Regions from separate parts of the Mus musculus genome. Here regions 2, 3, 4, 5 and 6 are each linked to region 1. A link is a contact called in public promoter capture Hi-C data. All regions are on one chromosome and are shown on one strand. The core of a region is the stretch at or near the end of the contact, and the rest is flanking DNA. Distances in the headings are between cores, read along the strand shown.

Evidence for each region. Promoter capture Hi-C pulls out the DNA fragments that hold promoters and counts their contacts.
Region 2: a promoter capture Hi-C map of neutrophils shows a contact between it and region 1, with 6 times the contacts expected there. The contact joins the promoter of Hsp90aa1 here to the promoter of Ccnk in region 1. A contact is called at or near these places in 2 of 39 promoter capture datasets (neutrophils and pre-B cells).
Region 3: a promoter capture Hi-C map of liver shows a contact between it and region 1, with 4 times the contacts expected there. The contact joins the enhancer-like site here to the promoter of Ccnk in region 1. A contact is called at or near these places in 4 of 39 promoter capture datasets (cranial neural crest, liver and second pharyngeal arch cranial neural crest) and 1 of 484 Hi-C or Micro-C datasets (muscle stem cells).
Region 4: a promoter capture Hi-C map of pre-B cells shows a contact between it and region 1, with 16 times the contacts expected there. The contact joins the promoter of Papola here to the promoter of Ccnk in region 1. A contact is called at or near these places in 19 of 39 promoter capture datasets (the 3T3-L1 cell line, 3T3-L1-derived adipocytes, the C10 cell line and 12 more), 8 of 484 Hi-C or Micro-C datasets (B cells, CD4 T cells, CD8 T cells and 5 more), 13 of 115 datasets of contacts at active chromatin or transcription factors (T-cell acute lymphoblastic leukemia, astrocytes, bone marrow-derived dendritic cells and 10 more) and 3 of 9 other capture datasets (adipose tissue, liver and macrophages).
Region 5: a promoter capture Hi-C map of hippocampal neurons shows a contact between it and region 1, with 8 times the contacts expected there. The contact joins the enhancer-like site here to the promoter of Ccnk in region 1. A contact is called at or near these places in 6 of 39 promoter capture datasets (cranial neural crest, embryonic stem cells, hippocampal neurons and 3 more), 4 of 115 datasets of contacts at active chromatin or transcription factors (embryonic forebrain, embryonic stem cells, large pre-B cells and 1 more) and 1 of 9 other capture datasets (embryonic stem cells).
Region 6: a contact with region 1 is called in a promoter capture Hi-C map of neutrophils, with 5 times the contacts expected there. The contact joins the enhancer-like site here to the promoter of Ccnk in region 1. A contact is called at or near these places in 12 of 39 promoter capture datasets (3T3-L1-derived adipocytes, the C10 cell line, the HPC-7 cell line and 9 more), 2 of 484 Hi-C or Micro-C datasets (both in CD4 T cells) and 6 of 115 datasets of contacts at active chromatin or transcription factors (astrocytes, bone marrow-derived dendritic cells, embryonic stem cells and 2 more).

The regions. Positions count from the first base shown.
Region 1 is chr12:108,177,586-108,181,547 of GRCm38.p6, forward strand. Ccnk (cyclin K) reads left to right here and starts at 2,153. Exons shown (of 12, transcript NM_009832.2): 1 at 2,153-2,295. It overlaps Setd3 (SET domain containing 3), which reads right to left and starts at 1,699. Exons shown (of 13, transcript NM_028262.3): 1 at 1,568-1,699.
Region 2 is chr12:110,694,338-110,698,299 of GRCm38.p6, forward strand. Hsp90aa1 (heat shock protein 90, alpha (cytosolic), class A member 1) reads right to left here and starts at 2,058. Exons shown (of 11, transcript NM_010480.5): 1 at 1,915-2,058; 2 at 1,182-1,343; 3 at 715-1,081; 4 at 234-367; 5 at 1-6. The coding sequence starts at 1,343.
Region 3 is chr12:105,757,040-105,761,001 of GRCm38.p6, forward strand. All of the region lies in intron 12 of Ak7 (adenylate kinase 7), which reads left to right. Among named protein-coding and RNA genes, the nearest start is that of Papola, 26 kb to the right of the region's middle. Within about 2 kb of position 2,027, at least 38 of the 459 cell types and tissues checked have an H3K27ac peak or open chromatin away from gene starts, as enhancers often do. A contact at or near this core is called in liver, where this site is marked.
Region 4 is chr12:105,783,445-105,787,406 of GRCm38.p6, forward strand. It overlaps Papola (poly (A) polymerase alpha), which reads left to right and starts at 1,253. Exons shown (of 22, transcript NM_011112.4): 1 at 1,253-1,470. The coding sequence starts at 1,463.
Region 5 is chr12:105,958,638-105,962,599 of GRCm38.p6, forward strand. No RefSeq gene overlaps it. Among named protein-coding and RNA genes, the nearest start is that of Vrk1, 50 kb to the right of the region's middle. Within about 2 kb of position 2,249, at least 30 of the 459 cell types and tissues checked have an H3K27ac peak or open chromatin away from gene starts, as enhancers often do. A contact at or near this core is called in embryonic forebrain and hippocampal neurons, where this site is marked.
Region 6 is chr12:106,037,812-106,041,773 of GRCm38.p6, forward strand. All of the region lies in intron 2 of Vrk1 (vaccinia related kinase 1), which reads left to right. Among named protein-coding and RNA genes, the nearest start is that of Vrk1, 30 kb to the left of the region's middle. Within about 2 kb of position 2,295, at least 12 of the 459 cell types and tissues checked have an H3K27ac peak or open chromatin away from gene starts, as enhancers often do. A contact at or near this core is called in neutrophils, where this site is marked.

The sequences.
Region 1 (3,962 bases), core at 903-3,402:
ATGTTTGGATCTTCAAGTCCAGCATAGCTCCACTGAGATGTTTGCACAGTGAAAAAGGAGGGAGAAATAGCAACTACTTCCCTCCAAGGGAACTAGAGTTGCATATCCAGATATTAGTAATATCTCAAAAGAGAAAGGAACGCACGGTAAAAAGAAGGTAGGGGCAATAAAGACCAAGGTTGTTTAGAGTCCCAGTAAGATGTTCTTTTTTTCTGTAGCTTTTCAGAACTTGGTTTTGCAAACTGTTTTCTTAAGCCCTAGAAAAACTCCTTCCCAAATGGCTGGAATTCCACCAAAATATCAATCATGGCGCCCCAGAGACCCATCTATAAAGTGAGCCTCTACAGGTAGGAGCCTACATACACACTGTAGGTTCCAGTGAGTCTAGACAAACTTTTTAACTTGGGGAGGAAATGTCCTTTTATACTGCTGTATTTTAAGGGTGCGTTCACTTAAAACTCCCCAAGACTATCACTGTTTAAAACTCATTTTAAAAACACCCTCAGCATCGCCTTTGAAAGGGAAATGGGAACAGTATCACATATGAAAAACCCACACTTTCAGTGTCCAAGTCTGGTTTTAGTTTTTGTGTGTTTTTTGAAAGGGTCTCCCTATGTAGCTCTGGCAGGCCTGAAACTCCGGATTCCCTGCCTCAGCCTTCCTGGATGCAGTTCTGTTACATCTATCAGTAAAACCTCAATCTTCTAAGGGTCTGCAAAGGCAAGATGGCTGTCAACATCCTGTTCAAATGTGTTTACTTCGGTAACAACACCGTTTTCGTTTAGAAATGGATTACAGCATGTCCCGAGTCATCTTTACGCGTGCACCCCTCCAGAAACGCACCAACGTCCTCTCCCGACACGACGCGGAGGGGGTGAGGCCCCTCGGCAGCCAGTGGCGCACGTCACTAATCAGCTCCTTCTCCAAGAGTGGCAGGCGGGGAGAAGAGGCAGAGTCGCATGCCCAGGCTGCAGCCGCAAGAAGGAAGAGTTGAAAATCGGAATGGCAAACTCCGAGAGCACGGACCGCTTCTCTCTCGCAGCGCGCTCGTCGCGTGTGGACCTCGGCCAGGGGCGCGTGGGAAGAAACCTGACCTATTTTCTACGCCCGCCTTTGCGAGCGGGCAGTGGAGGACAAGGCGCGGGGGCCGGGCTCCCCGTGGGCAACAGAGAGCTGCAGAGGGGCCTCGGCCCCAAGCCGCGTGCGCCTGCCACCGGAGGAAGGAAACCAAGGCTGCAGCCCGCCGCACGCAGTCCCAGCGCCCCGCGCGCACTCCGGGCCCCGGCCGTACCCGAGGGCGGCGCCCAGGCCGCGCCCAGGCCGCGCCCTGAACCTGCCGCCTGCCCCCGTCCCGGTGGAAGAGGGAAGCTGCAGACGCTCGCCAGTCCCCTCAGGGACCGGGCCTGCCGGGCCTCGGAGCCCACAGCCTCCCAGGCCCTGAGAACTCGGTCGCGGCCGAGCACCGGACCTCGGAGTCCGCACGCTCGGCCTCACCTCCTTAAGGAGCGGTGGAACCCCGTCCCCTCAGCCCGCGGGCCGCACGCGGGTGCTTGCCGTCCGCACTCACCTGCCCGCTTCGTCTTCGCGCAGCGGCGGCGCCACACTCCGGCCGGGACCCCACCGTCCGCCTCAACCAACCCCCAGGCGGCGGCGGCGGCGGTGGCGGCGGCGGCCGGACGGGAGGGGCTGGACGGCAGCCAGAGACAGCCCCGCCGCCTAGGCCCAACCCGGCTCCGCCCGCCCCTGGGCCCCGCCCACGGGCCGCCGCCGCCGTTCATTGGCCCGCACCTAACACGCCTCGGCGCGGCTCCGCCCCGCCGCCCATCCGCCCGCCAGCCAGGGTGCTGATCAGCCATTGGACATCAGCAACCGGGGCGGAGCCGTATCCGAAGACTCGATTGGTTAGATCTCGCGCTGTGATTGAACGACGGGAGCCCTGGCTCCGCCTCCGGGCCGAAGTTCCGTTAACAGGTTCGGTTGCTCCCGAACTCCCTTTCGCCAAGGGGGTGGGGCGATGGGAGGGTGTGTGCGAGTGTTTCCCCTCCCCCTACGGGCCGCAGTCCACAAGGCCGCAGGGTAGGCGGAGCGGCGACTGTTGACTTGTTACTTTTTTTCTTTTTTTTAGCTTTACTTTCTTCTAATTGGTTGACAGGCACCTGACTTTCGCCGCCCCCTCCGGCCGCTTCTTAACGTCCCGAGACGCAGGGAAATGACGTAGTTCCCCGACATTCCACCTCCAAGATGGCTGCTGTCAGGAAGGAGAGACGTCGCTGAGGGTTTTGCCTGAGGCGAGGGGTGAGTATCTAGCTGGCCGCGGGCAGCGCCGCCCACCGTCTGCGCTCCTGGTGGTCCGAGGAGGGTATTTTCCAGCTGCCTGGGTTCTACGGAAGAGTCCGGCTTCCCGGATTCCACCGCCCTCCTTGGAATCCCTGATGCACGTTGAAATTAGCAGGCGACGCGGGGTTGGCGGCGAGGGAGCTTCGGGACAGGGTCGGGTCCTCTGGGGTGCGCCGCTAATGCCTGGAACTGGAAGCTGACCTCGCAGAGGAAAGTGGTTGCGGTTTGGGGGATTCCTAGCCGAGGAATAAAAGGGTGGCGGGGCTTACACGCACAGACCCTGCCTCAGACCGACCCGGTCACCCACGGCTTGTGGATCCCTCTGTTAAGTAGGATTGAGGCTTTGGAAAGTGTTCCGTGACTCTTGAACCACGGAACTCAGGTAGGACCAGGAATGAAAAGGGACTTCCTCGATAAGACTCGTTCTTACCCAGACGTCATCCTCTCCTGAGTGCTTGTTTGCCTCGGTGTTAGGGGAACTGATCTTTATTAAGTTGAGAAATAACATGTATATGTTAATCTGAAAACGTTTAAGCAGTTTAACCTGCCTAATGTATTCTTGGTGGTGTTCTTAACTTTGGACTACCAATAAAACACAGCTTTCCATAAGTCACTCAGTGTTTAAAATCAGTTATCACAGACTGGCTGTCTTCCTACGTAACCCTGGCTGGTGTGTAGCTCTCTCTGTAAACTAGGCTGGCCTCCAGCGCAAAGATATCTTCCTGCCTCTGCCTCCAGAATGCTGGACTTAAAATTAAAAAGTCATGTGCCATGAGTCTTAGCTAAAGACTGGCCTTTTAGGTTTTAAAGACAAACCTCACACAGGTGGTATCTTGATATATGTTGTTTAAAGAATAATTGGCCAGCATTTTGCAGTTGTGGGTGTCTTTAACTTTTTTTTTATGAGTGATTCCATGAAAGTGTAGTGATTTCAAGCCTCAATACCTAGAACATTATATGGCACTTAGTAAACTATTGCTGAATGAATGATAATAGTTGAGAAATAGTAATGTTGATAAACATTTTGATTAAAATTGTTAGTGTCAGTTGGGTGGTAGTGGTGGCTCACATCTTTAATTAGAACACTTGGGGTCAGGGGCATGCAGATCTGTCTGAATTGAAGGCCATCCTGGTATACAGATCAAGTTCCAGAACAGCCGAGGCTACATAGAGAAGCAGTGTCCCAGAAACCAAGAGAGAGAGAGAGAAGCTGTTAGTGTTGTCAAAATCTGTTTGCTAAATAATCGATGGCAAGTCAAAAATTGCCCACGATAAATAAAATTGGTTTTAGGTGTTTCCTTTTTTTGTAGGAATTTCTTAAACAATAGCTAGTTAGGTTAAGTCTAATTCGTATTCTTAAGAGCAGATACATTACATAGCATTTATGTTGCAGAGTAATTTCAATGTCACGTAACTGTTGAGAGCTTTTGAGAAGTACTACAAATACAGTTAACGATGGAGGACTGTGATAGAGGCCAATCCCTGTCTAGAATCTTCTTAAAGTATAGATCAGCTATCTCTTTGATGTAAGAACTGATTAATGATCCAACTTCTGATAGAAAAAAGCTAAGTGATACAGATTGCATTCTTGTTGATAAAGGGTAGAACCAGGGCTGGAGAGATGG
Region 2 (3,962 bases), core at 808-3,307, 2.5 Mb after region 1:
CTCCACCTTGAAAGGCAAATCACTTCATTATAAATTTATACAACTAGGACAGATCTCAGAAATGTGTACAACCAAGAAGCCTCTCATCAGTAGTTTCTCTAATTTCTCCACAATCCTCTTCAGATACCACCTTTCCAAACAGGCTAATCTGTCTAGTACAACACCAGGTTCACAGAACTCTAAACAGCCTCAGTTATCTCAATTATATGAAATTTACCCTGTAGGTAACTTACAAAGAGAGTAATGGGATAGCCAATGAACTGAGAATGCTTCTTCACGATCTCCTTTATTCTCCTTTCCTCCAAATACTCTGTTTGGTCTTCTTTCAGATGCAAGATAACCTTTGTTCCACGACCCATTGGTTCACCTGGAAAAGAAAAGGGCAATGGTTACTATTCAAAGCCTCCATGCTTGCTGGAGGTTTCCTAGCAGCTAACCTTCCCCACAAATGCAAAGGTCTCCAAAGCTTTAACTTCCTTGCCCAAGATGTACAACTGAGCAAACAGCCATACATTTTTCCTATTTCCTAGCCCAGGTCCTGAAGCTCCCTTTAGATTAACAATTTTGTTGAAAAGCTCAGGACTTAGCACTAAGGCTATGTATGCCAGACTGCTCTTTAACTCTTCAACTCTCCAAGTTAACCCTCTCAAGCACTTACTGAAGTTAACCAGACACCCCCTACAATTGAATACATTCCTTTTGGCCTATGCCTACCTGTGTCAGTCCTCACTGTGAAGGATCCCCCAGCTGAGGACTCCCAGGCATACTGCTCATCGTCGTTATGCTTCGTGATGACAGTCACTTTCTCAGCAACCAAATAGGCAGAGTAAAAACCAACACCAAACTGGCCAATCATAGAGATATCTGCACCAGCCTGCAAAGCCTCCATGAAGGCTTTGGTGCCCGACTTGGCAATGGTGCCAAGGTTATTGATCAAGTCGGCCTTGGTCATTCCAATCCCGGTATCCACAATGGTCAGGGTTCGGTCCTGTTTGCTGGGAATGAGATTGATGTGCAGCTCCTTCCCCGAGTCCAGTTTACTGGGGTCCGTCAGGCTCTCGTAACGGATTTTATCCAGAGCCTATTAAGAAAAGATTAAAAATGAAAAAACCGTCAAGCGCAAACCCCAAGGTGAAATTTTCAGGGAAAGCAACGTCCAATCCTCCAAGTGGTATACTCACGTCCGATGAATTGGAGATGAGCTCCCTCAGAAAGATCTCTTTGTTCGAGTAGAAGGTATTGATGATCAAGGACATTAACTGGGCAATTTCTGCCTGAAAGGCAAAGGTCTCGACCTCCTCCTCCTCCATTGGTTGGTCTTGGGTCTGGGTTTCCTCAGGCATCTGGAACACAGAGGACGACTCTAAAGCCTCACAGAATGGCTGCAGGCGTGCTAACGACCGCCCCTCCTCTATAGAGGTCTCTTACCGACTCTATTTTGGACTAAGAAAGGGACGAAATAGAAAAGGGCGACGGGGCGGGGGGTGGATGACAAAGGGATGACCTCATTTCAGAATGCGGTAATTACGAAGCGCATGTGCGCGCCTCCGGGAGGACGTTCGGACCCGGGCGGCTCCACGCACGCCGTTCCTAACGGCCACCCTCCCCCAACCCGCCGCTATGGCGCCTCCCTCGCCCGCCCGCGCCTCGGCGGCACCGGCGACAGCCCAACCCTCGCTTCGCTCGCCCCGCGCCCGCCTCGCCGCCGCCACCGCTCCTCCTCGGCGGCCATTGCCGCATCCCCGGCCTGGGGCGTAGATATGAGGCCCGCCTGGGGCCTAGGGTCGGAAGCCATGGCCGCCCACCTCCGCGGGCTGAGGGAACTCGGATGGTGGCCCCGCTGCCGCCGCGGCGCCAGCAACCTACGGCCCTGCTCCCCAAGCCCCCGCTAAGTCCGCCTGCGCCATCACTCACCGTGGCTGAATGAACACGCACGAGACGTGACGCTCCGCACCAGGACACTGAAGCAACTGGCGCGCCGCCCCCTGCGCCGGCCTTATATAGAGGCGGGCCCGCCCAGCGCGCGGCGCTTCTTTCCAGAAGCCTCCGGAACCTTCCGGAAGAACCCTCCCCAACCGTCGCCTCGGCCGCGCGCCCGCGCCTGCGCAATGGACGGGCCCCGCCCCTCCACCTGGAGCGCGCCGAACCCGCGCGGAGAACGAACGCAAGCCCCTCCTCCACAGCCAGGTGCTCTGCACATGCGCAGTCCGGAACGCTCGGCGGGCCGGGCGCCTTCCCGGGCCGCACGCGCGCGCGCGGACGGGCCGGCCAGCGCATGCGCCTGAAGCCTCCATGTGAGCCCTGTGGTCTAAGGCTTCTTTTCCCCGGCGCTCTGTAAAAGGGACGTCCCCATGGGAACGCGCGCGTGTTGTGTGAACCTCGCGGTCCTCTGCGGCGCTTTAGGTCCTTGCAGGCAAAAGGTCCCCCTTCGGGCTCCCTTTGGGAACGCGGACCCCGCAGGAGGCGAGTCCCGCCCCCCCCCTGGCTTCCACCTTGATGGGTGGGGCGCCTCCCGGACTGGGGTTCTGGTTGCGTAGTCTGAATTTCAGGGCTGACCCCGCTGGAGTGTGTTCTGAAGCCTTACAGTGGGCTTACTGAGAGACCTTACACGGTGGGTCTTACAAATCCGTCCAGAGTGCTTGGGGATTTCTCTTTGACCAAAAGCTATGACCCTCAAATTGGGCGTTGTGAGGGATTTTGTATCAAATTTGTGCTACCTTAATTTACTGTAATTTTGGGGCTGGAAAGATGGCTCTTCCAGTAAAGGTGCTTGGGTTTGATATCTGCCACCCAGAGCGTGGGAAAAAAAGCTAGCCTTCAGCGCTGTGTCTCCCACGTGCCCATACACACACACACTCGCACAGTGTGAAAATAAGTGTAAAGGACTAGAGAGATGGCTGGGAGCAGTTAGTGGTGCCAAACACGCACGTTAAGGCAGCTCACAACCACCAGTTACTACAGTTCTTGGAAATAAACTATCCTCTCTGGCCTCCACGGGCACCAGGAACACACATGGTGCACAGGCACACGCAGTCAAAAAATGGTCATATAAAACACTCTATCCTGATTTTTGAAGCACCTTCATATGGTGTACATACGAAGTTACTTTGGGCGATTAACGTGACCCAAAAGATAGTTTCCTTGTTTGTTTATCTTTAATATAGGCTTCGGTTTCACTCCCCATACCTTTCCTTTGGGTTACTCCCACCCTGTATTTCCTATTTCCGCATCTTTTCCTGCTGACAAAACGATTACTAAGATTAGAAAGAAAAGGGCTGGAGAGATAGCTCAGTGGTTAAAAGCATGGACTGGTCTTCCAGAGGACCCAGGTTCAATTCCCAACACCCACAAGGCAGCTCACAGCTGTCCATAACTCCAATATCTGACACCTTCACACAAACATACATGTAGGCAAAACACCAATACACATAAAATAATAAATAAAAGCTTAGAAAGAAAAGAAGCCGGGAAAGAGGAAGCCAGGCAGTGGTGGCATAAGCCTTTTTAATCCAAGCACTCGGGAGGGAGTCAGAGGCAGGTGGATTTCTGAGTTTGATGACAGCCTGGTCTACAGGGTGAGTTCCAGGACAACCAGGGAAACCCTGTCTGGGGGAGTTGGGGGGAAGAAAGAAGAAAGAATGTGCTCTGTGGACAAAAACACAGCAGGCAATTTCCTCTGGGAGAGGAAGAAAGTCACCCATCTCCATCTCGCCCTCCCTCCAGGGAACGAGGCCCTTTCCCAGCAGCTGAGGAAAGACCTCTGGCCCCCCTCTCTGAACTGAGTGGGGGCATTAAGTAGAAACAGTTTTCTTTTTTGAGGTATTAGCTTTTTTTATACAGGATCACATTTTGCAACCCCTTGCTATGCAGAGCAGGCTGGCCCTGAATTCACATAGATCTGCCTGCTCCTGTTGAGGTGTGTATCATCGTCCCCAGCTGTACTCTCCAGGGCCACTCCTTTT
Region 3 (3,962 bases), core at 777-3,276, 2.4 Mb before region 1:
CTTGTCCTAAACAATACCTTTGACTTCTTCTTCTTTTTTTTTTTTTTTTTTTTTTTTTGGTGTTTTTGAGACAGGGTTTCTCTGTGTAGTCCTGGCTGTCCTGGAACTCACTTTGTAGACCAGGCTGGCCTCGAACTCAGAAATCCGCCTGCCTCTGCCTCCTGAGTGCTGGGATTAAAGGCGTGCGCCACCACTCCCGGCTTACCTTTGACTTCTTGTTTGTTTCAGCACGACACTTGAGTTTCTGAAAGACAAGACTTTCTGAATTCTTACTACCAGTGACCTGTGTGATACAGAAAGTAGAAGAAAGGAAAGGTTTTTCCTTTGCTTTGCTTTGTTGTTTTTTACATATTTTGTTCGTTTGTTCATTTTGAGGCAGAGTCTCTTGTAGCCAAGGCTGGCCCCAAACTGGCTAAGTAGTGAAGGGTGGTCTCGAATTCCTGGTCCTCCTGGTCCTCCTGCCCCTCACTCCTGAGTGCTGGTATTGCAGGTGTGTGCCACCATATCCTGTATGTAGTGCTGGGGATCAAACCTGGAGTCGAGCGTGTGCTGGGCAAACACTCTATCAAATGGACTATCACCTCATTCATTCATATATATATATATATATATATATATATATATCCTGCCTGCCTGTGGTACCATACCCAGCTTGAGAGATATTTTAATGAGATCATTTTGTTGTCATCTATAAAATGATAACAAGTGGCCCCAAACTATTGATTTCACATCTCAGACTCCCTGGTAAGCTGAAGGTGCGATGTGTGGCCTGGAAGAGTCTTTGGGGCTTGGGAGACACACTAGCTTTTAGGCCTCATCAAGCCATGGACAGACAGGGCGCCTTGAACGTGACCACAGCCGGGAAATGGTAGCCGGCTGCAGAGGAGGCGTGCACACTGCAATTGACCTGCCAAGCCCTCTGTAGAGCAGACTCCTCCCTCTCAGGCTCTCCTAGCAGTTTCCAGGAACTCTGGGTTGGGGCTAAAGAAAGAACCTCTCAAAGGGCAAAGGTCAGAAATGTGACCTGGAGGAGAGGGTGTGGGGGCGGGGCGAGCACAGTCTGACTGCAGCTTCATTTTTAAGGACTAATTTTATTAATTATTATTTAAGGTGCTAGGAGTAGCAAACCCAGGGTGCACCCAGCAGGTGCTGAGCCTCTAGGCTCTGGCCTCAGCCCTTTTCTGAACGTGTTTAAAGTCAGTTTGAGTTTGCTGTTCAGATCCAGCAAATATTTACTGAGCGCCTCCTTTTGTTGGGGAGGGATAGGGTGGAGGATAGGGTGGAGGACAGTGTGTATGTAAAACGCAGGTCCCCATCTGTGCCGAGCACATGTTCTACCACTGAGATAGAGTCTCAACCTAAATGCCCGTGTTAGCAAAATTGTAAAATGTAATCGATAAGTTGTTTCTCCGCCGATGGAATGAGCCTAGATTAGATTATATATAGGCAGGTTTACTGGGAAGCTGCCCTCTGACCCCAAGGATTGATTGAGGCCAGGGATGTCTTCAAAAATGCAAAGAGGTGTGGGGAGGGGCGGAGAGAGAAGAGAAAGAGGAGAGGGAGAGAGAAGGGGGGTGAGAGAGAAGAGAAAGAGAGATAAGGAGAGAAAAGAGAGAAAGAGAGATAAGGAGAGAGAAGAGAGACAGAGACAAAGAGGAGAGGGAAGAGGAGAAGATGAGAGGGGGAGAGGGAGGGGGAGAGAGAGAGAGAGAGAAAGAGAGAGAGAGAGAGAGAGAGAGAGAGAGAGAGAGAGAGAGAGAGAGAGAAGAAAATGTCTTGATTATATAGGAGCCTCTGGGAAAGGGCAGCCCTGTCCCTGGGCTGGAAAGTTCAGGGTGGGGGTGGGAACAGGGTATGCCAGGTAGAGACTGAGGGATTCTGAGAGAGCCTGGAGGCCAGGTCTGCTTTGATATGTAATAATTGTCATCTCTGAGGCTTACTCTCAGAAGCTTCTGGCCTCCACACAACCTTACCTGTGCCTAGACTGTTCTCAGCCCCTGAGACTTGCTCCTGAGTAAGCTCACCTCTTTTGTTCTCTCTGCCCTCTGGCTGGCTGGTCAACTCAGCTGTTCTGGCTCAAACTCCTCTCTAAGCTGGCTGATTCAATCTGGCTTCTTTCCTGAATTGCTCTGCTTGGCCTCATACTAATTTTGGCAATCTATTCTAATCCTTGGCTCCTTCTCATTCTCTGGCTCTTTCCGTCTTCACCTGTGTCTAGCTTGTTCTCTCTTCAACCTGTACAACGTTGCCAGTAAAACTGCCTACTTCTTCTGCTGCCCTTTCTTATCTCTATCTTCCCTTTTCTCTCTCTTCTAGTGAGAATTGGGCATATCCTACTCTGTCAAATCTTTCTCTGGTTCATCATTTTGTCTGCCGCTCAATTAGACACCACTTTCAAACATGGGTGAATCCTTCATTGTAACTACCTTTACCTTCATTGTTTGGGATTAAAGGTTCGTACTAAGGTCTTGTCTGTATTCCATCCAGAAGGATAAAAGGTGTGTGCTGAGGTTGAGACACACCACAACTAGAAATAGTTGTGTTTTGTTTTTTTTTTTTTCCAGCAAATTTTGGTGTTCACAGTATGATCAAATATCCTGCAACACAAAATACTCAAATACTGTCTCGCTCAACTCCCACAACAGAAGTAGTGATTTACTACTATATGTTAAGGTCAGCACTGAGGGGCAGTGAGATGGCTCAGGGGTAAAGGCGACTGCAGCCAAGATGATGGCCTGAGTTCTAGCTCCTCTAAGACCCATGTGGTAGTGCTATGCCCTGAGTCCTCGGGAAACCCAGACAAGCCCAAGAGTTGTGAAGTCTGCTGCAATTTGCAAAATAGTCTTTTTCTTTAAATGTCCAGTCCTGACTAGGATCGCAAGACCCCGTAGGTTCTGGCGTGCAATCCTGAGCTCAGAAAACACTGTGTTTATACAGTGCCCTTAGACGTTCTTAGAATGCTTAGGGTGAAGGGGGGTGGAGGTGGGGTTTGGTAGGATGGAACTGAAGCTGGGGGGGGGTGATTAAAGAGTGTCTTTTGTGGGGCTATCAGGAACTAGTTTTACAGCCGGCTATAACTGTCTGTGTCCTCTGATTAACTGCTTTCTATGATTTAAGTGTGGGACCCTAATCTCCTTTCTTCAAGGACAGGCACCAGCTGCACCTGGTTATCTAGGAGGCTGCTGGCCTTGGTGCCACCAAAGCCGAGTTCTTGTGGTCTATCTTATTTCGGCTGGCACTCTCAGCTCCTTGAGTCCCCTTGGAGCAGTTAGGGAGGTGGGGTGAACCCCCACGTTTGCTGCAAGGCAGGAGGGGGAGCAGGGCTTCTGTGAGGCAATATAGAGGCAAACTGCAGAAAGGAAGTCTTATCGTGCTTCTCAGGGAGAGTGCAGAGGTGAGCCTTACCGCTCTTGCTCTGTGTGTGTGTGTGTGTGTGTGTGTGTGTGTGTGTGTGTGTGAGAGAGAGAGAGAGAGAGAGAGAGAGAGAGAGAGAGAGAGAGAGAAAACCTTCTGCAAGAGAGTGCAGAAGCAGGCAGTCTATGCACCTCAGTAGCAGAAGAGAACTGACTCTCACAATTGTCCTCTGACCTCAAGATGCACCCGATGGCACGTGTGTACCCACAAAATAAATAGCATGTAAAAAGAATAATAATAAAAGGGAGGAGGGCTGGAGAGTATGCACTGCCCTTGGAGAGGTTCCTAGCACATCGGGCAGCTTAGAACCACCTAGAACCACATTGGATCCCAGTTCCAGGAGATCCAATGCCTTCTAAGGACACACACACACACACGTGATACACACACATGTGATACACACAGGCATGCACACACACAGGGGCACATAAATTAAAAACGAAAAGAAGCTTCAGAGTGCTTAGAGTGCTTAGCGCACACCTTTAATCCTAACACTCGGGAGGCAGAGGCAGATAGATCTTTGTGAGTTCAAGGCCAGCCTGGTCCAT
Region 4 (3,962 bases), core at 3-2,502, 2.4 Mb before region 1:
GATGGGGAGGGAGCTTTAGGAGTGAAAGGAAGCCCTAAGTGCAGGGGACCTCCAAAAGCTTCTTTCTTTTTTTTTTTTTTTTTTTTTTTGGTTTTTCGAGACAGGGTTTCTCTGTGTAGCCCTGGCTGTCCTGGCACTCACTTTGTAGACCAGGCTGGCCTCGAACTCAGAAATCCGCCTGCCTCTGCCTCCCGAGTGCTGGGATTAAAGGCGTGCGCCACCACGCCCGGCCAAAAGCTTCTTTCAAGAAGCTATGAGAAGGAAAAGGAATAGTTGGGCCTTTCTAATGATTACTCAGAACAGAATGGTGAGTGTACCCAGCCAAACCCCGTAAGAAGTGTGCCAGGGGCTGGAAATTTTAGGAAGGAAAAATACATTATCTTAAGATGAACCCAGCATACTAGGAATGGCTCCTTTTTCTGAGTATGGTCCAGTAACCCGAACTTCACCTGCCCAACTGCATTAACTCTTCAGCACAGAGACAAGGTCATAGTCACACCCAGAAGTATATTCCAATCTATCACATAAAATTGGTAGTGGTGTTTCACACCTGTAATGTCAACACTCAGGAGGTGGAGGCAGGAGGATCAGAAACTAAGGGCTAGTAGCTTCATGGGAGCCTGTCTTATAAAACAAACAAGAACAACAACAACAACAACAACAAAAAACCCGCCAAAACCCCAAAGGTTACTGTCAATTTTATTAAATTATTGCCTTGGTCCGGAATCCCCTGCCCTGCACATTTGGCATGAGAAGCACAGGTCTGGGCAACACAGATGCAGAGGGTCATCGTCAGGGGAGGGGATCCACGGCCACACTTCTGGGACAGGCTCTGTACTGGGCTCTAACACATTTAAGTCCTCACTCACATCGATGTTTAAAAAGCAGTTCTCCCACGCAGCGGAGGTGCAACTGGCACCGAACAGCTCTCGGTTCCAGGCATCCCCCGCGCTTGGGCTGCCCCGCACGTGGCGCCCGCTTGGGCCGCGCCCCCTTCTCATCGCTGCCACGGCTGCGTCACTCTCATTCGCCAGGACGGCGTCGCCAAGCGAATGAACTACAGCCTCTCGCTCGGAGCCTCCCGCACCCATCCCACGCTCTACCACGAAAGCGTGAGATCACCGGGGGGGGGGGGGGGGGGGGGGAGGGGGAGAAGCGCCGCTTCACGCCGAGAACTACATTTCCCGTCAGGTCTTGCGGCGTCGCGCAGCGCGCGCGCAGGCGCGCGCTCGGTGTGCGTGGCGGCGTCAGCGGTTCTAGAACGTTGCTGTGGTAGCGCTCGGGCGCCATGTTAGGACGAAGGGGAAGGAGGAGAAGCGCTTAAAGCGGCGGGGCACGGGTGCAGGACTGGGTTGGCCCCGGGGCTGAGGTAGGCTGCCGTCCTTCCCGCCTCGGTGGATCATGCCCAGGACGGCAGCGGTCGCGGGGGGGAAGTGACTGGGCGGTGCCGGCGCCGGAGACGATGCCGTTGTAAGTGATTGGCGTGCTGAGTGAGGCGCACGCCGGCCGGGCCCCGGGGGTGGCGGAGGGGGAGGGGAGGCGCACGGGCGCCCCGGGCCGCGGCTTCCGGCCCCTCGGGCGCGGGGCCCCCGCAGGATCCCCAAGCGGAACGGCGCCCGGCGCGGACTGGCGGGCCGCGGCTCCCGGGTTCCTTCCTGTCCCGGTTTCACCATGGCGCCGTCCAGCCCCCTAGTTCCCCACTTCCGCTTCCCTCGGAGCGGGTGAGGAACCGGGGCCGGGAGGGAGCAGGCCGCGCTGGCGGCCCGGGGGCAGCTTCCGGAACGGCGGGCTGCGGGGCGGCGCCGTCCCTGCTTTGTTGTGACTAGGCAACCTGGCTTCGGCGCGCTACCTGATCGCTCCCGCCCTTGGGTCACTTGTGTTGTGATTGCGAGTGTACGCTTTGAGCTAATTCACTTAGGCCTTCTAATGTCGCTAGGTCTACTTTACACACTTGACCGTGATTTTTCTTTACTTAATTTCCCCCCTCCCCCCTTTTCTCCTAAGAAAGATATTTGGAAACCGGTTGTTGGGATTCGAAAGTAGATGAGGGTTTTATGTTCCAACTAACCTATCTTGGCGAAAAGGCTTTAGGTCGTGCGACTGCTTTTCTTCCAAACAAGAGAGGCAGTTTTGGACGTAGCCTCAATGTGACAGATCTAGGGTTGTACTTACTAATTTAAAAATGGATTTCATGCGCTTTTCTTTCTCACACACTAGCTTGCTAGCTTTACTCGACCCTGATGTTTAGTCCAGAGACCTGTCAGCTGTATTTCTGTAGTGATAACATTTGTTGGGCTTAATTAACCACAAAGTTCCCTTTGACTCCTTATTCATGGAACAAGGGTAAAGGAGCACGAGAATAGAATCTATAAAGATGTTTGGTGTTTTTCAGTGGGGTTCAAGTAGATGTGAGTGAGTGAGGTGTTGTCACATGATGACCTTGTATTAGCTCATCCAGACTTTTTTCTGATACATCAGTGCTTAAAAAAAGATATGGTTGCACACTCTAAAGGGAAGGCTTCGGATTAGAAATGTTATCTTGTGTCTGGGAGTGAAGGTAGGAGGGAGAGTACAGGTTTCCTGCAGTTTTTATTTCAGTGCACTTCTGAAAGTGGAACGGTACAAGGAGGCTGCATGAGCACCGCACATGTCCAGGTCTATGCTTGAAGTTCTTCAGTCTATTTCCTTTAGGTTTAAAAAAATGGAGCCAAGACAGATGGACATGCACATGACCCCTTTTTTTTGTGTGTTTCATGGGATTTGAACTCTATAGCCAGTTTCTTACAAGCTGTTCTATCTCCATCCAGAGTGTACTGGGACTTTTAATCCAGGGAAACCCAAGACTGCCTGGCTGAGGAGGACAGGCCTGCCTTCCTCCTCATTACTTTGTTTCTTGAGGGCTCTGTCCCTGAGCTCACCTCTCCATGGGACGCCTTGTTCTTCTGTGTGCCAGCATCACTTGCCATGATTTTTACTTTTGATCTTTTGAATTGAGATTTCCTGGATAGTTTGTGTTTGGTATCCAGTGTGGGTTTTGGTGTGCCTGTTAAATTTAGACAATGTAAGTTGGGATTGAAGCATAGACAGTTCAGGTGAATGGTCAGAATGGACTGAGTCGTTACAAAACATTCTCAAAGGTATATGGTTTGTGTATAATTACATACATAATTTGGAAAATGCTGGTACCTTTTGATTGCCATAGTGGTGAAACTTAGAAAAGTTATGGAGGAAGCTAAAGCTTTTTAAAATACTTGAAATTTCTGCATTCTCCATTAACAGAGTTTCTCACCTCAGTGCTGTAACCCTGGTAATTTCTGGAGGGCCCTTCCCACGTCTTGTTGGGTGTGTAACAGTACCTCTGACCTGCTTAGTGGTTGCCAACGGCTTTACCCCAGGAACTTCTCACAGTGGCAAACGCACAGATGTCCCCAGACTTTTCCAGATGTACTCTGAGGGACTTTGTTCGTGGTTTAAGAACCACTGCATTAACACAAAGTATATATCATTATAGACATTTTATTCTCTGTGCCATATGCTAGTGTCCACATCTTTCTTTGTACCAGTACCAGTGACTTAGCAAGTGTCAGAATGTTGTTGAAGTTGTTGGTAGAACTATTTAGTGAGACTTAAGACAGTAGTTCTTCTAAGTGTATAAAGGACTTTTACTGGTAAGAAAATGGGGCAGGGAACTTGCCTAGAGTCAAAGGTGGGAGTGGGTGGGTAGGAGAGTGAGGGGGGTATGGGGGACTTTTGGGATAGCATTGGAAATGTAAATGAAGAAAATACCTAATTAAAAAAGAAAAGGAAATAAGGACAAAAAGTTTAACACAATTCCATTCAAATAAAATTATAACTAACATTACAAAAAACAAACAAACAAAAAACCCAAAAGGTAGAGCTGGGTCCTGCTCGGGAATATGATGTGGCTGTGCCTTAGCATGGTCTGCTGGTGCATTACTGGG
Region 5 (3,962 bases), core at 999-3,498, 2.2 Mb before region 1:
TCTGTCTATCATGAAAGGTCGGAGACTTGAACTCAGGTCTTCAAGCTTGGTAGCAGATGCCTTTACCAGCTGAGCTACCTTGATGGCTTAAAGCTTTGTGTCTTAATATCTGAAGCACCATGCTAGCCATCAGCACAAGACGGGGTTTGGTATGGGCTTGGGATCCAGCTGCAGAAAGAACAAAAAAAAGGGGTGAGCACCCCAGGAAACCTGGGAATGCAGACAGATTCCAGTCCCTGCCTGTCGTTCACACATCTCTTCTATACCCAATTTTGTAATTCCCAAACTCTGTTTATGTTTTTTTTGTAAATCTAATGCATGCATGCATGCATATTCAAGAAGATTATTGCACAGCTCTGTGAACTATCCTAAGCGTTTTAGTGGTGATGGCTTAAAACACCACATAAAAGAAAACAAGGAGTGAGCGGAGAGGAGATGCCGTCACCAGCAGTGACGTACAGTCACCAGCAGTGAGGGCATTCTGCTTCTGGTCTAAGCCATGATGTGTCAATACTACAGCCGGTTGACAATCAGGGTTTCTTTTCTTCTGGGGGGACTTAATGACAATATGAGAACTCTTTGATCAGTTCCCTGAGAGGAACAAACTGGTGGGTTTTTAAGAAAGCTGGGCAAGGAACTTGGAAGCCACACTTTGGAAGAATGTCGGGTCTAGTCCATGGTGGTGGCAGTGGGGAAGGAGCAGCCATTAATGGATGCCGCTTCATTGACTTCCATTTGCAAACAGGATTCACTAGAAAGCATGATGGGGCCCCCAGAGAAAGCCCTAGTCAGTGTACACATGCACAGACACACAGACACACAGACACACAGACACACAGACACACAGACACACAAGCACACAGACACACAGGCACACAGGCACACAGACACAAACCAGACACACAGACACACAGACACACAGACACACAGACACACAGGCACACAGGCACACAGGCACACAGACACACAGACACACAGACACACAGACACACAGGCACACAGACACACAGACACACAGACACACAGACACACAGGCACACAGACACAAACCAGACACACAGACACACAGACACAAACCAGACACCTAGACACACTACAGCTGTTTTTTTTCCTTTAAATACATTATCACTGTTTAAGCTGATGGGTATAGGAAAGAATACAGTCTCTCCTTTTTTTTTCCCAGTCCAACAAGACTGCAGGAAAAAGTGATTCTGTTGTTGCCGAGGTTCAGAACAGCATAATTTTTTTTTTCCAGAACACCACCAGCTCAGCCGTGTTCCCTTTAATGCTGCTCGCTTTCCTTCTTAGAAAAGGGGTTAAAATTAGTAGGCACATTTCATATTAGCGTATTTCATGCAATAAAGCATAAATTATTTAAAATAACACGACCTTTTATCTTGCACCTTTTGAAGGAAGCAAATTAAAAATGTAAATTGGGAGCTAATTAATATGCAAATGTATTCATTCGCAGTTAACAATTAGCAATTAAACCTGCAGTGTCTACAAAGAGCACGGACAAAATTAGTAACTTAATTTATCATTAAAAAATGAAAACGTACACAAAATTTTAATTGACTTTCAAAATATTTTCCCTGCATTTCTTTTTCTTTCATTTTTTTTTAATGCTGAAAGAAATTCTAAAAAATATTATGCCTTAGCATTACGAATGAAACTGGGTGCACGCAGTATTCGGGGAGTTCATTTAATAGGAAAGCACGTTAGGAGAAGTTTGCCTTTTATATGAGGTATTAAAAAATGACATTTAAGAATGTTGACTTGTGTTTCATAGTTGAGTTCAAGACAGAAATAAATACACAGACTCCCCCGTGTTTGGGAATATAGATGGCAGAGATTTGTATGGATAAGGGGCACACTTCCTGTATGAATAGATGTGGCTGTGCATGTGTGTGCATGCGAGTTGGTGCCTTCCAGAAGATACACAGCAAGAGCCCAACCAAGCCATTTCCACGCTCCTGGTTCAGCTTTGAGAATTCCAGTATAAAACGGTTGCATGAAAAAAAAAATCAGCAACAAACAGCTTAAGATGTAAATAAGACACTCTAGGCTGATCGGGAGACGCATTTGCATTCCGTGTTACATTAAGCCACCCACACCACCACCCAGGCACGCAGATTCTCCACTTCTGCATATTTTTCTGACTTTGAGGTCGGTCTCCTACCCCCTCTCCCTGTCAGCCTAGCTCTGCCTGCAGATGTAGGCTTGTGTTTTCTGCACATTTCCATTCTAATGTCACGCAGCATAGGATAGGCGCCCAGCAAACGCGAACGAGCTGCTTGCAACCTTATTCTGGGTATTTAAACAGCACCTGCCGCCGGGCCCCATTAAGTCTCATTCACAAATGTTTTTCTTCCGTTCGGTCTCCATTCATCGATGGCCTCTCTGCATCCCCTCCTTGGATCCTCTTATGTTTAGAATTGGGCTGCACTGCCTGTCTTCTGGTCCACGCTGGCTCCTGGTCTCTTCCCTTAGAGTTGGGTTTTATCATCAACAGAGTCACTGCAGCACTCACAGGATAGTTTCAGCCGGGTGGCAAGTCTGGCTGTTTTCTATAGACAATAAACATCTCTCTCTTCTGAAATGACTCTAATGCAATTCAACCCACATTGTACAGCCTATTTCTATCACAGGCATAAAGGACAATGGTCCCCAGTGTGAGATTCTCAGGAGCCAGGAGGCCATGACAGTCAGAGTTTAAATTGATTTCGCCAGAGAAGGTGTTTGCTCTCTTTCTGGCAGGTTTTTCTGGCTTCAACTGTTATTCTTCTTAGATATGGACTTAGCTTATAAACCAGTGTGTGTGTGTGTGTGTGTGTGTGTGTGTGTGTGTGTGTGTATGTGTAGATTAAAGAAGTAATCTACCCTTTTATCACAGTATCGAAAACATGTACCCTTCAGATGATTTCCAATATGCCTGATAACCCCAGAACTTAAAAAAAAAATTCTTAGTTTGAACTTGGAATTAGGTTACAATGGTAAAAACAGGACCCTTGACTTGGGTGAAGTTATTGTGTTGTGGATCTGCTCACGTCCGTTTGACAGGAGAATTTTTATATCAGGACTCTGCCTAAGGTGTTTCAGGGTATAGGGAGCAAGCAGGGAGCAAGGAACCAAAGGGGTATCTCAGCTCAGCTGGTAATAGGGTCGCCATTCAGAGGAACCCACCACCAAGTCCAGTCCGCGTCTCTAAGGGCTTTAAGGTTCGTAGAAGGCAGCCAGGGACCAGTTTATAGAAACACTTCCTCCTTCTTTTAGAGAAAACAACATTCAATCTCAGTGCGGGGGGCGGGGTGGGGGTGGGGGGAACGTGGACTTTGTCACGGCCACTGCTGAGGGAGTACCTCAGACTCTTCCCTCCTCCCGAGCACCCCTCGGGCTGCTGAAGAAAGTGCTGGATGATCTCCTCCCAATATACAATATGTAAATCTCAATGCGAGAAGCAAATAAAAAACCCAACCTGCACGTAGTCTACCTCATCTGCCAAAAGAGACCCAACCGGCCTTCCATACTTTTTTTTTTTCTTTTTGCTCGGGCGCCTGCGGTAGCAAGCCGTTACAACAATCCGAAAATTAAGTTACCACAATTAGGAATTAGAAGCAGGTGGCATAATAATGGTGCTTTTTTTTTTCATTTCATTTATTAGCAAAAAGAGGGAGAGGCGCTTCATTTATTTTCATCAGCCCTCAGTAAAAGCATAGCAATTTGCAACACAAAAATCATTTCAAGTACCTCAGCCTCGTGCAACCTCGTTTTCCTTTTTTTTTTTTTTTTTTTTTTTTGCTTAAAAGCCTTTTAAAGTTTGCCTGCCCACCACCCCCGCCCCTCGAAAGTGGAGTGTGTGTGTGTGTGTGTGTGTGTGTGCGCGCGCCCTTACCCCTCCCCTCCCCCATGTTAGGTGACGAGGTAAGTGCAGATGGGATCGGATTATTTCCCCCCCTTAAAAA
Region 6 (3,962 bases), core at 1,045-3,544, 2.1 Mb before region 1:
GATTACCTGCTGGGTGGTAGTGGTGACACACACCTTTAATCCTAGCATTTGGGAGGCAGTGTTGTAGTAGGTATTTAGTCTCATTTCAGGGGTTTCTACCCCACCTTAGGTCATTCAGTTCCCAGAAAAAAGATACACAGCTTTCATTTTTATAATAAGCCTTTATGTACCAGAACTGGGCCAGACCTCATGGCCATGTTTTCATGACTCACCTCCTCTCTCTTCCCCAGCCTCTCCTAGTGGTCTCTGCCTCAGACCGGAAGCACAGGAACCCATACTCCACCTATTTCTCTTCTGCCGAGCTATAGGCGGGAGGCTTCTTTATTCACCATTCAGGGATAACTTGGTGGGGTGGGGTGGGTAAGGTTACATAGTGTCACTTGTATGTGTGCAGATTTTCTTGTCCCTGGCAGCAACCAGGCCTTGGGAGCCAGTATTCAATATAACACATAGCAAAAGACCAAACATCAACAAATGATCTCTTTAAGTTTGAGGCCAGCCTGGTCTATAGAGCCAGGACTACACAAAGAAACCCTCGTCAAACAGCAAGACCAAGACCAAGACCAAAGGAACAAGAACAGCAGCAGCAGGTTTACTTAGCTGGGGGGTAGGGGTGCAGTCTTTTCATCCCAGCAGTGGGTGAGGCAGGCAGATCTGTGATTTCCAGGCCAATAAGGGCTACATAGTGAGACCCTGTGCCAAAACACAACAGCAAAAACCTTGATTGCAGGCACAACTGTCTCCTTCCCTGCGAATCCTAGTGGGAGTGTGCTTACACAGGTCCTGTTTGCATGGGTTCTTCTTTCCGTCTTTGCATTCTGTTGTTTTACCTCACTCTCAGCTTTGTTATTGATGTAAATTTTGAGTTTTAAGGCATCATATAGCTGAGGTAGGCCTCAAATGCACTTTTATCTCTAATCTTGATTTAGTTAGTTAACAAGTTATTTAATTTCTTTTTAAGGATGGCTGTGAACCACCACGTGGTTTCTGGGATTTGAACTCATGACCTCTGGAAGAGCAGTCAGTGTCCTTAACCACTGAGCCATCTCTCCAGCTTATGTAATTTCTTAATGATTACCTTCCTCTCTTTTGAGAGACATGGTCTCACTGTGAGATTCTGATTAGCTTTGGACTCAGAGATTCTCTTACCTCTGTGTTCCAAGTGTTGAATAAGAGTATATGCCATTCTGCCTGGCACAACTTTTAAAAAATTATATATTTTTGGTACTGGTTAGAAGAAGGAGTTGGATCCCCTGAGACTGGAGTTAGAGATGGTTGTGAGTCACCATGTGGATGGTAGGGATCCAGTCCTGGTCCCGGAAAAGCAGCCAGTGCTTGCAGCCATTTAGCCATAGCTCTAACCCTGAAAGTTTCAAATGTTATATTTAATAGTAGTTTACATAGAATGAAATGTTGTAGATATTTTTTAAAAAACCCCACAGATGTAAACATCTATAATATGAAACTACTTGACTTTTTTCCCTTTCAAGTAGTTACTACAAAATGAAAACTTTCTAGCGACATCTGACTTGGAATGCTACTATTATAGTGAAGGTTCCCATCGTCTGGAAACTGGTCAGAATGGCTGTTCTCGTGTTCCACCCTCCTCCTCACTCAGAGCTGTCTGAACAGGCTCTCCATGTGGTCCAGGGCATCCTGGGATTTGAGAACCATGATAGGAGACAGCTGCTTTCACTCACTCGCTTGCTTCATGCCCCTGAGTGGACTCCTCGCTCTGTACTTGTGTTCATGAAACATGGCTGACAGCGCTTCTCACCATGTCTTGCACACAAGCCTCCTGATGGAGACTGTACTGGCCTTTGGAGCGGTACATGCTGCTTCTCTGGTTTTGTTTGGACATAGAGCCGTCCTAGTGAAGTACGCTGTATTTATGTACGGTGAAAGTCTTCATAAACCATGGAAAGTGGCTGCTCATGAAATGTTCACATTGTTACGAGAAAGCCCAGGGGGATTTGGTGATTGAGCCACACGGTCACTGTGGTTCCTGATTTCAGAGGGGTCAGTCCATGCTGTTTGGCTCCACACCCCATGTGTTTAGGCAGAGGGCATGAGACTGGAGAGTTTCACCTCTGGTGCAGAGGAAGGCTCCAGGGCAAGATGCCTCTGCTGGCTTTCACTGCCCAGTGACCTTCTCCAGCTATGTCCAGCCTTCTCAAGTTTCTAGAACTTACCCCATTGGCTGTGTCTTCTGCCACTGTATGTGGGGGCGCTTTGTCTCCATCCACACTATTATGTTAGTTATATCAGCCAAGTGCATATTCAGGCGTGTAATTTAGAGGGGGCGGTGTAGTTGCTGCAGGAGTTTGTTAACAGGAACTTGTAGTTAAGTAGGTTGTCCCTTTTAGTCTCCTAAAATCTGTACCTCAGCCACCGTGCTCCCGCGTGGGCTTTTTTCAGGGCCACTGTGCTCCCGAGTGCTTTTCTTGCTTTTGTGGCCCTTTGCAGATCTGGAACTTGCTTTGTGTGCATGTTGAGTATTTTATTTCTGTCATTGGCAGGTGCTGTTGACACATTTTTAGTACCCAGTGGGCAGTCTGAGTTAGGCCTCGGCTTTAACTGTGTGTGTGTGGAGAGGAGGATTGGCTTGAGGCCTGTGCCTTCCTTGCTGTGGGCACCGATGCACTGATGCCGCCCTGTGTGAGTGTGACCACGGAAGTGAGGCTCTCACCATTTTGATTTTGCACAATGCTGCTTCCCCAAAGCTGAGGTTAGGGCAGGGCGTGCACATACGTATTCCCTGGCCTTCCCTAACATTGCATGATGTTTTCCACACCTGAATACTTCTCTCAGTTCTAGGACACGCAGGTACTTGTTGTCAAGGCTCAATTCTTGTCTTCTTTGTGCCTGGCGTAGTGCGTGCATGTGTTATGGATAAATCACTTCGTTTCTTTACTCTCTTCTCATTTGAGTGTGCAGTATTAATGGGATGCTATCTTCATTTTCATGTTTTGTTAAAGATTCTGGACCTGCCTTACTTATTAATTCACCATCTAAATACTGCTCCCCGGGGCTGTCCTAGGGAGCTGGTGAGCGTATCTGGAAGCTGGTGCGCGTATCTGGAAGCTGGTGCTTCTCCTGTGTCTGAGGTACTTTGGCTGCAACTCTTGCATGGTTTTCTTCCTTGGTTTCTGTGGCTGTTGTCGCAGTCTGCCTATCCTCTGTTCTAAGGTGACAGTGCCTTTGGCATCAGTCCTAGCACTTTTCTCTCTTTGTTCATTCCCAAGGAGCTTTCTTTCAGTGTGAGGCTCTAAATAAATGGCCTTTCCATTTAAACTGCTGGAGACTGAACCGAGACCTCATCTACACGGCGCATGCATGTGCTATCATCCCTTTGAACTAGAGCCTCTCCCTGATAGCTGGCGTTTCTTTGCTAATCACTTACGAGCTCAAGACTTGTATCTCTAATAGACTAAGATCTGCACCAGCGCCTCGTGTTGCTATGGCAGAAGCACCCTAATGGGGAGGATTTCTTTGGCTCACAGTTAGACATTGAGTCTACAGTTGCACTCATATACGTGGGGGAACATGGTGGTGGCAGGAATGCATGGGTGGCTATCCACAGTGCACAGACCAGGATGCAGAGAGTGTAGGTCAGAACTGGGTATGGGCTGTAACTAGCTGTCAGAGGCCCTCAGCCAATATCTTACTTCCTTGAGTTAGGCTTCAGCTGTTCAAGGTCCACAGCCTCCCAACATAGTAACCAGATGAGAGTAAGTGTTCAGGTCACAAATCGGGGGGACATTTTAGATTAAAATTGTAATAACATCTGAACGTGGATGTTTCTAGCAAGCATCTCAAACAAAAAACCCCAAAGCATCTCTCCTGCATTTCTCCATTTGTAACTTTTATTCAGTTTTCAGCTCAAACCCTAGAAGTGGCTTACAGTCTGCCTCCAGCCCATCAAGTCCCTGTTAGCTGCCCTTTGTTTTGAGTCTGTGACC